Regions from separate parts of the Oryctolagus cuniculus genome. Here region 1 is linked to region 2. Evidence: chromatin contacts called from public Micro-C data. All regions are on one chromosome and are shown on one strand. The core of a region is the stretch at or near the end of the contact, and the rest is flanking DNA. Distances in the headings are between cores, read along the strand shown. Region 1 holds the start of PTBP3 (polypyrimidine tract binding protein 3). Region 2 overlaps SUSD1 (sushi domain containing 1).

Region 1 (6,865 bases), core at 1,917-4,416, 160 kb before region 2:
CAGAAAGAAAAAGAGAGAGAGACATTTTCCATCTACCAGTTTACTCTCCAAATGCCTGTAAGAGGTAGGGCTGGGCAAAGCTGAAGTCAGAAGTCAGGAATTTCTTCTGGGTCTCCTACACGGGTGGTTAGAACCCAGGCTTTTTTTTTTTTTTTTTAAGAATTATTTATTTATTATTTGAAGGGCAGAGTTGCAGAGAGGCAGATGCAGAGAGAGAGAGAGATATGGAGAAAGAGAGAGAGAGGAGTCTTCCATCCTCTGCTTCACTCCCCACATGGCCACAATGGCTGGAGCTGGGCTGATCCTAAGCCAGGAGCCAGGAACTTCTTCCCATTCTCCAATGGGTGGGACTTAGGCCATCTTCTACTGCTTTCCCAGGCTATTGCAGAGAGCTGGATTGGAAGTGGAGCAGCCAGGTCTCGAACCAATGTCCATATGGGATGCCAACACTGCAGGTGGCTGCTTTACCTGATATGCCACAGCACTGGCCCCAGAACCCAAGTTCTTGAGCCATCACCTGTTGCTTCCCAGGGTGCAAATTAACAGGAAGCTGAATGGGAAGATGTGGGACTCTGTCGGAGACACTCCAAAATGGGATGCAGGCTTCCCAAGCACCACCTTAGCCCATTCATCACAGCACTAATTCCACATATTGATCTTATTTAAAACTGATGACTGGGGGGGCTGGCATTGTGGTGCAACAGTTAAGCTGCTGCCTATGACACCTACATCCTATATGAGTTACAGTTCCTTTAGCTCTGGCCATTGCGGTCATTTTGGGAATGAACCAGTGAACAGAAGATCTCTCTCTTGTTTTAACTTTTCCTTTCAAATAAATAAAATCTTAGAAAACAAAACAAAACACAATCTGGATAATTATTGTTTGTATGCTTGAAAATTTCTATAATGACATAAAAGTTTAAAAAAATCGAAATAGGGAATATGTTTATGTGTTATTTATAAAATAGAGAGTGAATTTTTTAAAGGATTCACATATTTCAGATTTTAAAAAAATATTATTTGAAAGACAAAAAGACAGAGATTTCTCATCTGTGGTTCATTTCCATAATGCCCACAATAGCTTAGGGTGGGCCAGGCTGAAATCAGAAGCCAGGAACTCAATACTGTAGGAAATACATTTTTTAAATATTTAATATTGAATACCAAATTTAAAAATTAAGATACTAAATTTCATCAGAGACTGGTATTGTGGCACAGCAGGTTAAGCCACTGCCTGTGACACTGGTATCCCATAATGGGTGCTAGTTTGAATCCCAAGTCCCAGCTGCTCCATTTCTGATCCAGATCCCTGCTGATGCATCTAGGAGAGCAGTGAAATTTGGTCTAAGTGCTGGGGCCCCTGCCACCTCTGTGGGAGGCCTGCTTGAAGTTCCTGGCTCCTTGCAGCCATCTGGGAAGTGAACCAGTGGATGGAAGATCTCTCTTTGCCTTTCAAACATATGAATCACTATCAACAAAATATACTCCAAATTGACTGCATTAGCTCCTTATTCTCAATTAAACATTTTTTTTTTAAACATTTGTTTATTCACTTGAAAGACAGAGTTTCAGAGACTTAGAGAGAGCTTCCATCTGGTGATTCACTCCCTACATGGCCACAGTGACTGTGGCTAGGCCAGGCCAAAGCCAGGAGCTTTTTCTGGGTCTCCCAGGTGGGTGCAGGGGCCCAAGCATTTGGGCCATCTTTTGGTGTTTTTCCAGGCACATTAGCAGAGGGCTGGATGGAAAGTGGAGCAGCTGGGATTCTGGACTCAGGCCTTGGCTTAGCCGCCATACCACAGTGCCAGCCCCTGAAACCTTAAATTTCCACCTGACAATGCAGGGTGGCAATGTTTGCAAATTTAGTCTTAGGACTTAACATACAAAAAAATATATACACTCAACGTTTTGGGAAAAAGGGACTGAAGTACTTAAAACATGTCCTTAGTGAATTATATACCCTATTTAAAGATTTCTTTTTTGTCCACAAAAGCCATACACTGACCAAGGGGTCTACCCAGTCCTGAAGGGTGGAATCTAATTTTTGCGTATCCCTGCAGTGGCTGGCACACAGTACATGCGCAATAAGTACTGACTGCACGATGGGTGAATCCAGTTTAAATCTTTTCAGGAGCCCCCACTTGCTTTTCAAATGAGGTGACAGAGGGAAGGGACTTTTCTAGGAGAGCAAAATAATTTGGTTGAAGACAGCATTTAATGGCTCACGTTTTGGTGATCTGGGGATGGAAAAAAATCATTCAAATCTCAGAACTAAGACTACAAAAGGAGAAAAAAAAAGCGTATGGTCGCTGGTTATATACACCCATTATAGATAATATGTAAATAAATATCTTTTTTTTTTCTCAGATTACAGGGAAGGGCTCTGTGCAAAAGTTTCCTCGTTATGAAATCGCGGGCAAATCACTCCATGTCTGTATTTTTCAACCGAAAAAAGCGAATAATCTTTTCCTAAACACCCTCTTCCCCCAAACACACACCCCTGAGGAATGAATGAGCGAACTTTCGGAACACGCCGGTAATGCACTGAACGTTTCAGGTCAACTCGCACCCTGAGAGCCCCGTGAAAAACTCAGAGGTCCTCCAGTCCGGGGGGTCTCAGAGCCTCAGTCGTCTTCGCAACCGCACCTCGCGGGCGACGGCCGATCGCAGGGCCCGTCCGGATCGGGGCTCGACCCTCCCTAGGTCTGCAGGCCGGCGCTCCGCTGACCACGGCCAGTGGGTGGCCTCCGGTGCGCCACCGACAGGGGGGCAATTCCGCCTCTGTCCTGGGGTCCTGGAGGGACACCCTTACCTACGCGAACGAGCCAGGTTCCCCCCAGGCTTTTCCCGCCGGCAGAGGGAGGAGTTCAAGCCGGACCGCCCCAGCTTGCGAAGCCGGAAGACCCGCGCAGCCGGGGCGGGGCGGACGGCGGAGCGGGAAGCACAAGGCGCGCGCTCCCGCGAACGCAGGCGGGGGGAGGTGCCGGGGGCGCGCACGCGCGCCGGGCCGAGAGCCAGGGGGCGGGGCCTCACGCCGACAGACAGCAGGAAGAGGGCGCCCTGGAGCCGAGCCGGAGGCCGGCTGAAAGCGGGCCAAGGGTGGGTGCGAGCGCAGGGGCGGGCCCCCAGGGAGGGCGTCGACGCCGCGGGGGCGGGGTCAGGCCAAGCGGGGACGCGCTCGCGGGGTGGGGAAGGCGGGGGCGCGGCGGTGGCGGGAGCGTGCCCGGTCCCCGCCCCTGTTTCCCACTCTCCTTCCACCTCCGACCGGCCGGGGCTCGGCAGAGGCGCCGCACGTCAGTCCCCGGAGCCGCCCAGCTGCCGCTGCCTGGCCTGCTCCGCTCGCGGTGAGCCCGTCAGTTCCCGCACCGTGCGCTCCTCCAACTGGGCCATGGATGGGTAAGTGCTTGGCGGCGCGGCGGCCGTGCCGGGCTGCGCTGGCCCCGCTTCCTCCCTCGGCGCGTCCCGCCAAGGCCGGGGAGCCCGGGCGCGGCGCCGGCGGCCCGAGGAGCGGCTCCGGCCGGGCTCGACGGCGGGGCTTCCGGGCGCCTCGGTGGGGGGACCTCCGAGTCGCGGAGGCGCCGTGCGCCGCAGCCGCTCCTTCCTGCACGCGGCGGCCCCGCGGCGTCCGCCCCTTCACACCCGCAACAGCGCACACCCCGGGAAGCGAAGGGGAACCCGGTGCAGCCGCCGGGGGGCCGGGTCCGCCCTTCGCGCTCCGAGTCCCGGGAGCCTGGCCGGCCGGCCGGCCTCCCGACACTTCCTCTCAAAAAATGGTGCGCGGCGCCGGGGGAGGCGGAGGCGGCGCTCGGGGCGGGCGCCGGTCCTGCCGCGCTCCGGTCCTGCCGCCTGGGGAGTTGCTGTTTACCGGCGAGGTGGGGCGAGTGCCGGCGCTCTCCCCGGCGGCGAGGCGAGCGGCGAGCGCGCGCGTCCGGACACGTCTGGGCGGCGACCGGGTGCCGAACCCCGGCCCGGCGCGGGGAGGCTCGGGGCCGCCGGGCACTGGCCCAGGTCCCCCGACCCGGGCTGTGGGGATACGGTAGTCATTTCTGGGTACCTAGCGTCTGGTACCGCGACCTGGTGGCCGCGGACCCTTCCCCGTCGCGCCCCCACCCCTGAGAAACTTCCTGATCGCGCTGTCCTGTGTGTGTGAAAAACACTGTGAAAGTGTCATTTTTCAGGCAGCTTTCAGAGGCTCAAAAATGGATTAGGTCCTCGACCTTTAAAATAATAACAAAAATTTGGAATCACCTGCACTGTAAAACAGTTTCTCTGGGGACTCGGGGTGTAGGGTGGGACCTGACATGTTAATTATTAGGAAAAAAAACTAGGATTTTGGTAAATTAATTGAAGGTTCGTAGTATGTGCATCAGGATTTAGAAAAGTCCCAGCTCTGTCCGAGTTAGAGGTTGCGAATCCATTTATTTATTCCATTTTACACTTGAGGTTTTGCTTGGCCTGTTACCTACTTTGGATGATAAGGTTTCTATAAGCCCCTTGCTTGTGGAAGATGCGGGACTAGCTTGGACAGTGAAAGCCACTTACATGTTGCCATGCATGATGGTTGTTGTCGTGCTGTGTAAAGACGATGGAATCTTCCAACAATTTTTGTCCTCATAAGATTTCATTTATCTTAGTTTCACAATACGAAATGTGTGATACTAGGGAATAACTCATTTGAATCCAGATTGCACGCTCTTAAAGACATCAAATTACAATTTTAGAATTTATGGTTGTGATCATCTTTAAAGTATTGCTTTTTATGTAGATGGAAATGCTTTATTGTCTAGTTGAAGCTCTCTGCGAACACTGTGGAAGATTTAGGTCTATTTCACATTACCTTACTCAGTTACATTTTGTGTATGTGCAAGATTTTGCTGTTTCAATGATTTGTGTCATTATGCCAGTTTTCAGTCCAGGAAGGCCATGAAATTATTGTTTTGGTATTTGTAGGGAATTGTGGCTAGAAGGTTTGACTTTATTTAGGGAAGCAAGCTAGCTTTTCCTGTCCTAAAATTTATAGTTATAATAAAGAAAAGTTTTATAATAAAAACAACTTTTGGAACTTCTTTGTTAAGCTCTTGAACAACTGAGCAGTGCCAGCTTATTCTTTGGCTAGTGTTTAAAAAGTTTGTGGTTTTGAAGTGAAGAATGAGTTTATTGGTCTAAATATGGAGGGTAGTGACACAGATAGTGGAAGGTAAGTTCATTAGGTAGCTCAAGTAGGAGCATGATTGGCCGCCTGTGTCAGGACTAGTAACCATAGGTATTGCACAGTTTTACTTTCAAGTTTCAAAGGTCTAGAAGGAAAAACAAAATCGACATAGTTATTGTTTAAAACAAATTACATGGCTTAACAGTCCACCCAGAGTCATATATTTGTTTACTTTTATGAAGTGATGATGACATTGTAGGTTATTAACAGAGTGTGGAATTGACTTCTACTTTCTTTTAGCAGATAGGGAGGTAAAGTATTGATTGAAGACATAGAAGAGATACATTTTTGTATGGCAGAACTTTATAATAGGAGTTTTTACACTCTGGTCTTGAAAGATATGGTGTTGAATACAGTGAATTTTTGCCTTTTGGAGGTTAATTAAATTTCTCTATTTTCCCACAACCTGAAAAGTTATCTTTCCCTTATGTTGGGTAGTTTAAAAACAAACAAACCACCAGGCAACATAGTCTTCTTTTTAGTTCCTCTTCAAATTCCAGCTGCCTTTTGTGTGTGTGTATGTGCTCATTTCCCGCTAAGAGATAATTTGAACTTAAGCACAGTTTTGACATGGTAGAATTTTCTAAAAGGCAAATCGTTTCTCTGAAAATTTTGATGTCTGAAACTTGATGTTCATATTTATTTTAGCTCTCAGAGATTGACTTAAGTATATTTTGGTGCGCAATCATGGTTGGGAAATGGCCGATTCGCAAAATATCTTAGACTTCTGTAAAATCCAAGCACTAGTTTTGTTTCATTTAAAATTTTAGACATGATCATTCATACCAGTGATTTAAAAGAACGTAGTAACTTTAAGTTTTGGTTTGAGTTTGTTAAGTAAAGGTAAATGAGTAAACACATAATCATTTTGTTGAAGCACAATTACACTTTTCTAAATAGTGAGGTGATTTCTTATATTGTTGCCCAGTCTTTGCTTTTATACTCTGCTGTTGCTAGACTGTCCCATCATTTTTCTTTGTATTAACATTTCATAACTCATCACATTCTTATTTTTATTATTTGTTATTGTAATGCTTTTTCTTTTTTCTTTAATCTTATTATCTCTGTCTTTTAAAAACTTGTTCTCTAACTTTGTTTTCCATTTTCTCTTTTTACTTTTTCCATACAGTGTTGTTACAGATCTTATAGCAGTCGGTTTAAAGGTAGGAATCTTTTACTCTCCTTTCATAAGCATTTTTATATCTTAGTTTTTTGCATTTTTTCCAATGGTGAAATCATCTCACCTGTTCATAGAATTATCTGTTTATTTGTATGGTGATGACTTTTTATTTTTATTTAGCTCCAACGTGAGTAGATCTGTAGTTTGCATTTTATATATTTATAAGGAGGAACTATGTTATTATTTATGAAATACGAAGAAAGGGCAGCTCAAAGAAACATGGACTAACAAGAAGTTTTTTGTTTTTGTTTTGTTTTAGCAGTTAAATGTAAACTACACTCTGATTTTCTTCATATCTTGTTCTTTTATCCTCTTTCATGATTGTGCTTGCAAGTAATAAAATAATAATAGCAGTTGATACTTATTTTTTCATTACTTACTGTGTGCCAGGTGCTTTACCTGTGTTTTCATTAGTAATTATAGTAATCCGTCAAGGTAGGTAATTAATATTCTTGTTTTAGAGATTTAAAAAA
Region 2 (6,953 bases), core at 2,015-4,514:
ATCCAGCCCAGCTGTGCCTGGTGCGGATGTTGGACCAAACTCGAGTTTGAAATAAAACTCTTGCGTTTGCATCAGCCTCGGCTCCTGGTGGTCTCAATTGGTGGGAATCGGACGTTTCGGGTACAACAGCACCCCATATGGGCACCGGTTTGTGTCCTGGCTGCTCCACTTCCTATCCAGCTCCCTTCTGATGGCCTGGGAAAGCAGCACAAGATGGCCCAAGTGCTTGGGTCCCTGTATCCCCGTGGGAGGCTTGGAAGAAGCTCCTGGCTCTTGGCTTTGGATTGACCCAGCTCTGGCTGCCGTGGCCATTTGGGGAGTGGACCAGTGGATGTAAGACCTCCCTTAGTCTCTTCCTCTTTCTGCCTCTCAAGTCAATAAATAAGTCAATTAAAAAAAAATCATAACGTGGTAGGGACAGGGAGGGATGGGGGAGAGAGAGAGAGAAGCAGCGTGCATGGAAGCTCTTGTCTCTTTTCCTCTTTTAAAGCCACGGATGCCATCATAAGGGGCTCCTGATTACCTCCCAAAGGCCCTACCCCCAGAAGTCTTTAACATGGGAATTTGGGGATTAAGTTTCCAGCACATGAATTTGTAGGGAACATATTCAAACCAGAGCATCAAGGATAGACTCCCGGGGAAGACCAAGCTGAGACAGGAGATGCAAGAGAAGAGAAAGCAGCAGTAGCCAGCAGGAAGCAGGCGGCAGGAAGACTGGACTGGTGGAAACCGGGAGACGGGAAGACTAGGGGTGGAGGTTGAGAAAAAGGCTTTGGATTTGTTGACTCTAGGCTGTGGTGACTCAGAGCAAGCAGGGCACTGAGGGCGGGTATCAGATGTACAGGGCTCTGGAGTGAGGGCAGAGACTTTGGCTGAGGAATAGATAAGCTTTTCATATTTATTTGAAAGGCAGAGAGACAGAGACAGAGATTTTCTGTTCTCTAATTCAGTCCCCAGATGCCCACAACAGCTGTCACTGGCTGGGTCAGGCTGAAGCCAGGAGTCTGGAACTCAATCTGAGTTCTCCATGTTGAGTGGGTCTTAGGGACTCAGGTCCTTGAGTTGTCACCTGCAGCCTCCTAGGGTGCACAGTAGCGAGAAGCTGGACTTGAACTTTGGCACTTGAATGTGCGTTGCAGGTATCCCAAGCAGCATTTTTATTTTTTAATATTTGGATATTTATTAATATTCAATATTAATATTATTTATTAATATTAATATTGACTATTGAATATTTATTTGAAAGGCAGAGTTACAGAGAGGCAGAGGCAGAGAAAGAGAGAGATCGATCTTCCATCAATGGCCAGATCTAGGCTGATCCGAAGCCAGGAGCAAGGAGTTTCTTCCAGGTCTCCCATGCAGGTGTGGGGGCCCAAGGACTTGGGCCATCTTCTACTGCTTTCCCAGGCCATAGCAGAGAGCTGGATCGGAAGTGGAGCAGCCGGGACTAGAACTGGTGCCCATATGGGATGCCAGCACTGCAAGTGGCGGCTTTACTTGCTATGTCACAGTGTCGGCCCCACAAGCGGCATCGTAACTGTTGTGCCAAATGCCTGCCCTGGCATTCTTTAAACAAATTAAAAGGACAAGGAAGATTGCTTTCAGTTGGGCTGGCCTGGTCAGTGCAGCATATCAGGGGGCACGGTGTAAAGTGAGCTCAGTTTAGACTTAGGAAGATTATTATTCAGCAGAGAAGGAGGAGTTGAAAAATGCAAACATAAGAGATTTAGCTGAGCCAAGTAAGCTTGTAAGTAGGGGAGGGAAGAATGGAGCACTGCTGTTTCCCTCTCGCAGCTGTCTACGTAGTGCACATTTCCCAACCAGTCCACTTGCCCCTGCTTCTGGGAAGTTCGTTAGCACTCTCTACTTCTCTTTGTGGCACCAGCGATGCCGTGCCCTTGGCGTTGTCATACACTTGACAGTGTGTCACGCGGGGTTGTTTAGTGGACAAAGCGCTTGTGCATCAGGACTGTGGCTTGCATTGGGACTTCAGAGTGGGAAGGCACAAAGACCACCCGAGTGAGAAGAGAGGCCGTAGCAAGGGAGGCAGCCCCCAGGGCACGTGTTCGGCAGAGACTGAAAAGCAGGCGGTGAGGTGGGAAAGATTTGTGGTGAGTGAAAGGGACGGCTCTGCCTGGGGAAGCTGGAAGAGCCTCACGAGCAGCAGGCATCCTGTGTGATTGGTTAATGGGTTGGCCCTAAGTTGGAAGGAGGGGCAAAAATTAAGCAAAACTGGCCGTTACTAAGTCCAACCCCGCTGGGCTGATTGCTACAGAGGTTGTGGTTTGAGTTCCCGGTCTGATGGCTGCAGATTGTGGGTCAGAGTTCTGTTTCCATGTGGGGGCTGACCAGTCTCTTGCTGACCACGTGTGCAGGATGGCGTTTAGTGAGGGAGACGTGTGGGGAAGGGGAGCTGCAGTCGGCTGGCCTGGGTGTGCCAGGGAAGGCTGAGAGGATAATGGGTCGAGCAGGAGGGTATTGGCAGGTGGGGGTGGGCGGCTGGGTGTGGTGCCAGGCGCCTGGGGAACCCAAAGGTTAGGAATGAGCCAGGAGGGTGGAACCTGTCACTCCTGTTCCTTCACCTTCCTCTGGCGTTGCTGTGAGTCTGGGAGTGGCTGTGGGACTTGCCGGCTCAGGCCTGGCTGGGTTCAGAAGGCCAGAGCGGGAAGGCTCGGAGGCCTTGAGAATCATGGGGCGCGGTGGAGCCGTGGTGCGAGCGTGGGGCAGCTGTGACGCGCACCCGGCTCCCCTGGTCGTGCCTGTCCTGGCGTGGGCGTCACGCGGTCTTCATAATCACAGCGGCATGTTCGTTCTTTTTTTTTTTTGACAGGCAGAGTGGACAGTGAGAGAGAGAGAGAGAGACAGAGAGAAAGGTCTTCCTTTGCCGTTGGTTCACCCTCCAGTGGCCGCCGCGGCCGGCACACCGCGCTGATCCGATGGCAGGAGCCAGGTGCTTCTCCTGGTCTCCCATGGGGTGCAGAGCCCAAGCACTTGGGCCATCCTCCACTGCACTCCCGGGCCACAGCAGAGAGCTGGCCTGGAAGAGGGGCAACCAGGACAGAATCCGGCGCCCTGACCGGGACTAGAACCCGGTGTGCCGGCGCTGCAGGTGGAGGATTAGCCTAGTGAGCTGCGGCGCCAGCCACGTTTGTTCTTCAGAGTGGGGACGGGGAGGAGACGGTGGATGGTTTTGGAGTGATTGAAAGTTGCTTGATGTAGTGGACAGGATCCGAGGGTTTGAAGATCCCCTCTGACCTGTCTTCCACCTGCAGGGACTCTGTCCTGGCCATATCGTCAGCCTTCTGGCTGGATCCTAACATGGGAGACGGGAGTTTGGCTTAGTGTCTAGACTGCCATTTGGGATGCCTGCATGCCTCACTCTGAGTCCTGGCTCCACTGTGGATTCCAGCTTCCTGCTGCTGGGCACCCTGGGAGACAGTGCTGAGAACTGAAGTAATTGAGTCTAGGAGACCCGGATTGAGTTAGCCCAGCCAAGTCCTGGCTATTATCTGCTTTTGGGGAGTGAGTCAGTGGATGAGAGCTCTGCCTGCCTGCCTTTCAAATAAATAAATAAAAATAATTAAAAAATTATTTAAAAGAACACCCGACACATCTTCAAGTGGACTCCCAGGTCTCTGTGGCTCAAAACGATAAGTAGTGGTCTGTTGACCTCAGCTGCGTAGAGCCGAGGTGGGAAGTGAATTGCATGGAAGGAGAAAAGGCATGCATGCAGCTGGAGAATGAGTCAGGTGTGAGGCAGCGTGTGGCGGGAACAGGCAGGGGCGCGGTGCGTGGCCGCCGGACGTGAGTGATGGGGTGGGGCCTGCGTTAATGGCTGCCTTAACTCAAGACTCAGCATGGGGACTGGGGCCTGGGTGTGCAGCGGTTTCTGGCCCAGAGGCCAAGTGTGGGGCCCTCGGCCCATGGATCTTGGTGAAACAAGAAAGTAAACAGAAGAAAGCACAAGGAAACTGAACAGCTTTGCACGAGAGAAGGTGTCCAGGCTGTAGATGGGGACTGTCCGACGGTTCAGGTTGCCCTAAAGCATTTCACTGTTTGAGGGAGTAGGGAGCTCTCCATCTTGGGGCATTTTGAAGCAGAGGTTATGTTTTTGTTTCTGCAGTTGTTTTATTTATTTATTTTTTTTACTGCCAGGATGTTGGAGGGGAGAGGGAGTGAGGTTTCCCAGGTTCCTTCCATCTGGGGGCAGTGGAGGGGGGCGGAGTTTGATGCAGTCCCTTAAGGGCAAGGCGGTTTCAGGGGTGGTGGAGACTATTGCCTTCCTCGCTGAGTTTTGGGCCCCCTCCGCGTACTTCCTCAGCCCACGTTCTGTCTCCGCATGTCTTTACAAGCTTGCGAAACAGAGTCTCAAGGCACTCCTGCAGTAACTTAGCTCTGAACAACTGGAGCTTATGTCAAGCAAGATGGCTTTACCATCGAGCGTTCCACTTGTGCCCTGAGACCACCTGCACCCCTGCCTGTGTGCCATCCTGAGCAGCAGGGTTGCTTAGTTGTCACAGAGCGAGGAGCAGGTGGACCTGGATGAAGAGAGGGGGAGCTGGATGGTGCCTTTTGAGTCGGGTTTTCCCGGGGGGCTGGGCGGGTAGGGGAGGACGGGGAGGAGAGTGCTTATGTAAATGTGGATGGATTGGATGGTTTCTAAGGTGTCAGCCCATGAACAGGTCAGCCACTGCCCACCCAAAGCTGCTGCTATGGGTTTGTGCACTGGGTACGGTCCTCCGTTATTCTTCCCAGTTAGCGGAATTGGCTGGTTCTTCCATGAACAAGGAGTTGTTGGGTGGCTGTTTTAGCAAGGCCTAACGTATCGTAGTTGCATTATGTGTGTTGACTCACTTACCTTCTAATCCTTACAATAACTGTAGGAGGTAAGGTTGCTATCCTTAATTTACAGATGTATAGAAAACCGAGGAACAGAGCGCACCAAGGGTTACACAGCTAGTAAGTGGCAGAGCTAGGGTTATAACTTGAGTGTTTTAACCACTATGCCCAATGCCAGGCACTGCATATTGCAGACTGTTTCTAATGGTAACAAGATCTATGGAAATAGACATGGATGTTCATTTGCATACATTTGCATAGTGCTTTGGAGTTCACACTGTATTTCTGTTTCTCATTTAATTAAAAAAACTTTTAAAAAATGATTTATTTCACTTGAAAGAGAGAGATTGATCTTTTTTTCTTTTTAAAGATTTATTTATTTATTTCAAAGGCAGAGTTATAGAGATGCAGAGACAGAGAGAGGTCTTCCATTCACTGGTCACTACCCAAACAGCCTCAATGGCCATTGGCCGCTCCGAAGCCAGGAGCCAGGAGCTTCTTCTGGGTCTCCCACATGGGCGTGTGGCAAAAGGACTTGGGCCATCTTCTGCTGCTTTCCCAGACCATAGCAGAGAGCTGAATTGGAAATGGAGCAGCTGGGACTTGAACCGATGCCCATATGGGATGCTGGCACTGCAGGCAGTGGCTTTACCCACTATGCCACAGTGCCGGCCCCCAAGATGGGTCTTCTGTCTATTCATTCACACCCCAGATGGTTGCGATGGCCAGGGCTGAGCCAGTCCAAATCCAGGAGCCAGGTACTTCATCTGGGTCTCCCATTTGGGTGGCAGGGGCTCTGATACTTGGGCCATTTTATGCTGCTTTCCCAGGTGCATTAGCAGAGAGCTAGATTGGAAGTTGAGCAGCTGGGACATAAACCAACACCCATATTGTGGGGAGCAACTCGGACTAGACTGTTACTGGAATTAAGACTTATTCTATGCATCTGCTCTCCCACAATATGGCGCTGAGAACGGAGTAACAACTTCTATGCAGCTGCCTCTCGCCAACTTGAGTGATGACCTGCAGGAGCTGATCCTGCTCCTGATTGGAGGAGAGCAGCGTACTCGGCGTGTGGGTAGCAGAGTTGGGATTGGTGGAAGAGGACTATAAAGGAGGAGAGAGACAACATGCACCGGGAACATCTATCTGAAGGAACACCTGAGCAGCCCCCGAGAGAGCCGGCCGGTGGTGTGCCGCTCCCCCGCGGAAGTGGGGAAAGTGGCAGGGGGAACCGCCCTTCCACGGAGGTGGAAGGGTCGATAGCCAACCCGGGAAGAACCAGCAGCAAACCCGGGGAGGGCCGAGCAGACAAAAGAACAACGCAGGGTCCTGTGTCGTTCCTCCGCAAAGAGGGGGAGCGACACATATGAGATGCTGGCATTGCAGGTGGTGGCTTTACTTGTTATGCCACAACACCAGCCCCTAAAAACATTTTTTAAAAAGATTTATTTATTTGAAAGGTAGAAAAACTGATTTTCCATTCATTATTTCACTCTTCAAATGGCTGCACATCCAAGTCTGAGTCAGGTTGAAGCCAGGACCTTAGAATTCTATGTGGGTCTCCCATGTGAGTTGAGGGGCTCAGGCACTGGTCCCTCTTCAGCTGCCTTCCCAGGCTCATTAGCAGGTAGCTCCATTAGAAGCAGAGCAGCTGGGACTCGAACTGATACATCGAAATGGGGTACCTGATGAAGCAAGTAGCTTAACCTGCTGTGCCTCAACTCTGGCCCCTAAACATTTATTTACTAGAGAGAAGAGGGACAGAGAGAGAGAGAGAGATGGACAAACCACATAGTGACAGCTGTAAGGCCACCACAAAACACATCGAACACCAGAGTAAGGGAAAGGTTTTATTGGCAGGGAAATCCAACAGGCTGGAGGGAGAGGGGTCTAGAGAGTGAGGTCAGAGAGCATGTGTGCAGGAAGCAGGTCCTGTTATATTCTTGCAGGGTGCAGGGAAGTAGGAGCACCAAATCCCGCTAGGGTTGGGGTGGAGCTGACGCTTGTGGTTGGGCCATGTGGTCCCCTGACTTCTAGCAAGCTAGGCCGTGCTTAGGACCAAAGCTTATTGTGCAAGATGGCGCCACGGATAAGGCCGCACCATTTTGCTA

Evidence for each region. A called contact is a pair of places that touch in the nucleus more often than the background predicts.
Region 1: a contact with region 2 is called in a Micro-C map of ear pinna, with 2.5 times the contacts expected there. The contact joins the promoter of PTBP3 here to the enhancer-like site in region 2. A contact is called at or near these places in 2 of 6 Hi-C or Micro-C datasets (ear pinna and an unstated tissue).

The regions. Positions count from the first base shown.
Region 1 is chr1:215,921,159-215,928,023 of mOryCun1.1, reverse strand. It overlaps PTBP3 (polypyrimidine tract binding protein 3), which reads left to right and starts at 3,166. Exons shown (of 14, transcript XM_051843126.2): 1 at 3,166-3,396.
Region 2 is chr1:215,765,967-215,772,919 of mOryCun1.1, reverse strand. The region is part of intron 1 of SUSD1 (sushi domain containing 1); the gene reads left to right. Among named protein-coding and RNA genes, the nearest start is that of SUSD1, 7.2 kb to the left of the region's middle. Within about 2 kb of position 3,264, at least 2 of the 8 cell types and tissues checked have an H3K27ac peak or open chromatin away from gene starts, as enhancers often do. A contact at or near this core is called in ear pinna, where this site is marked.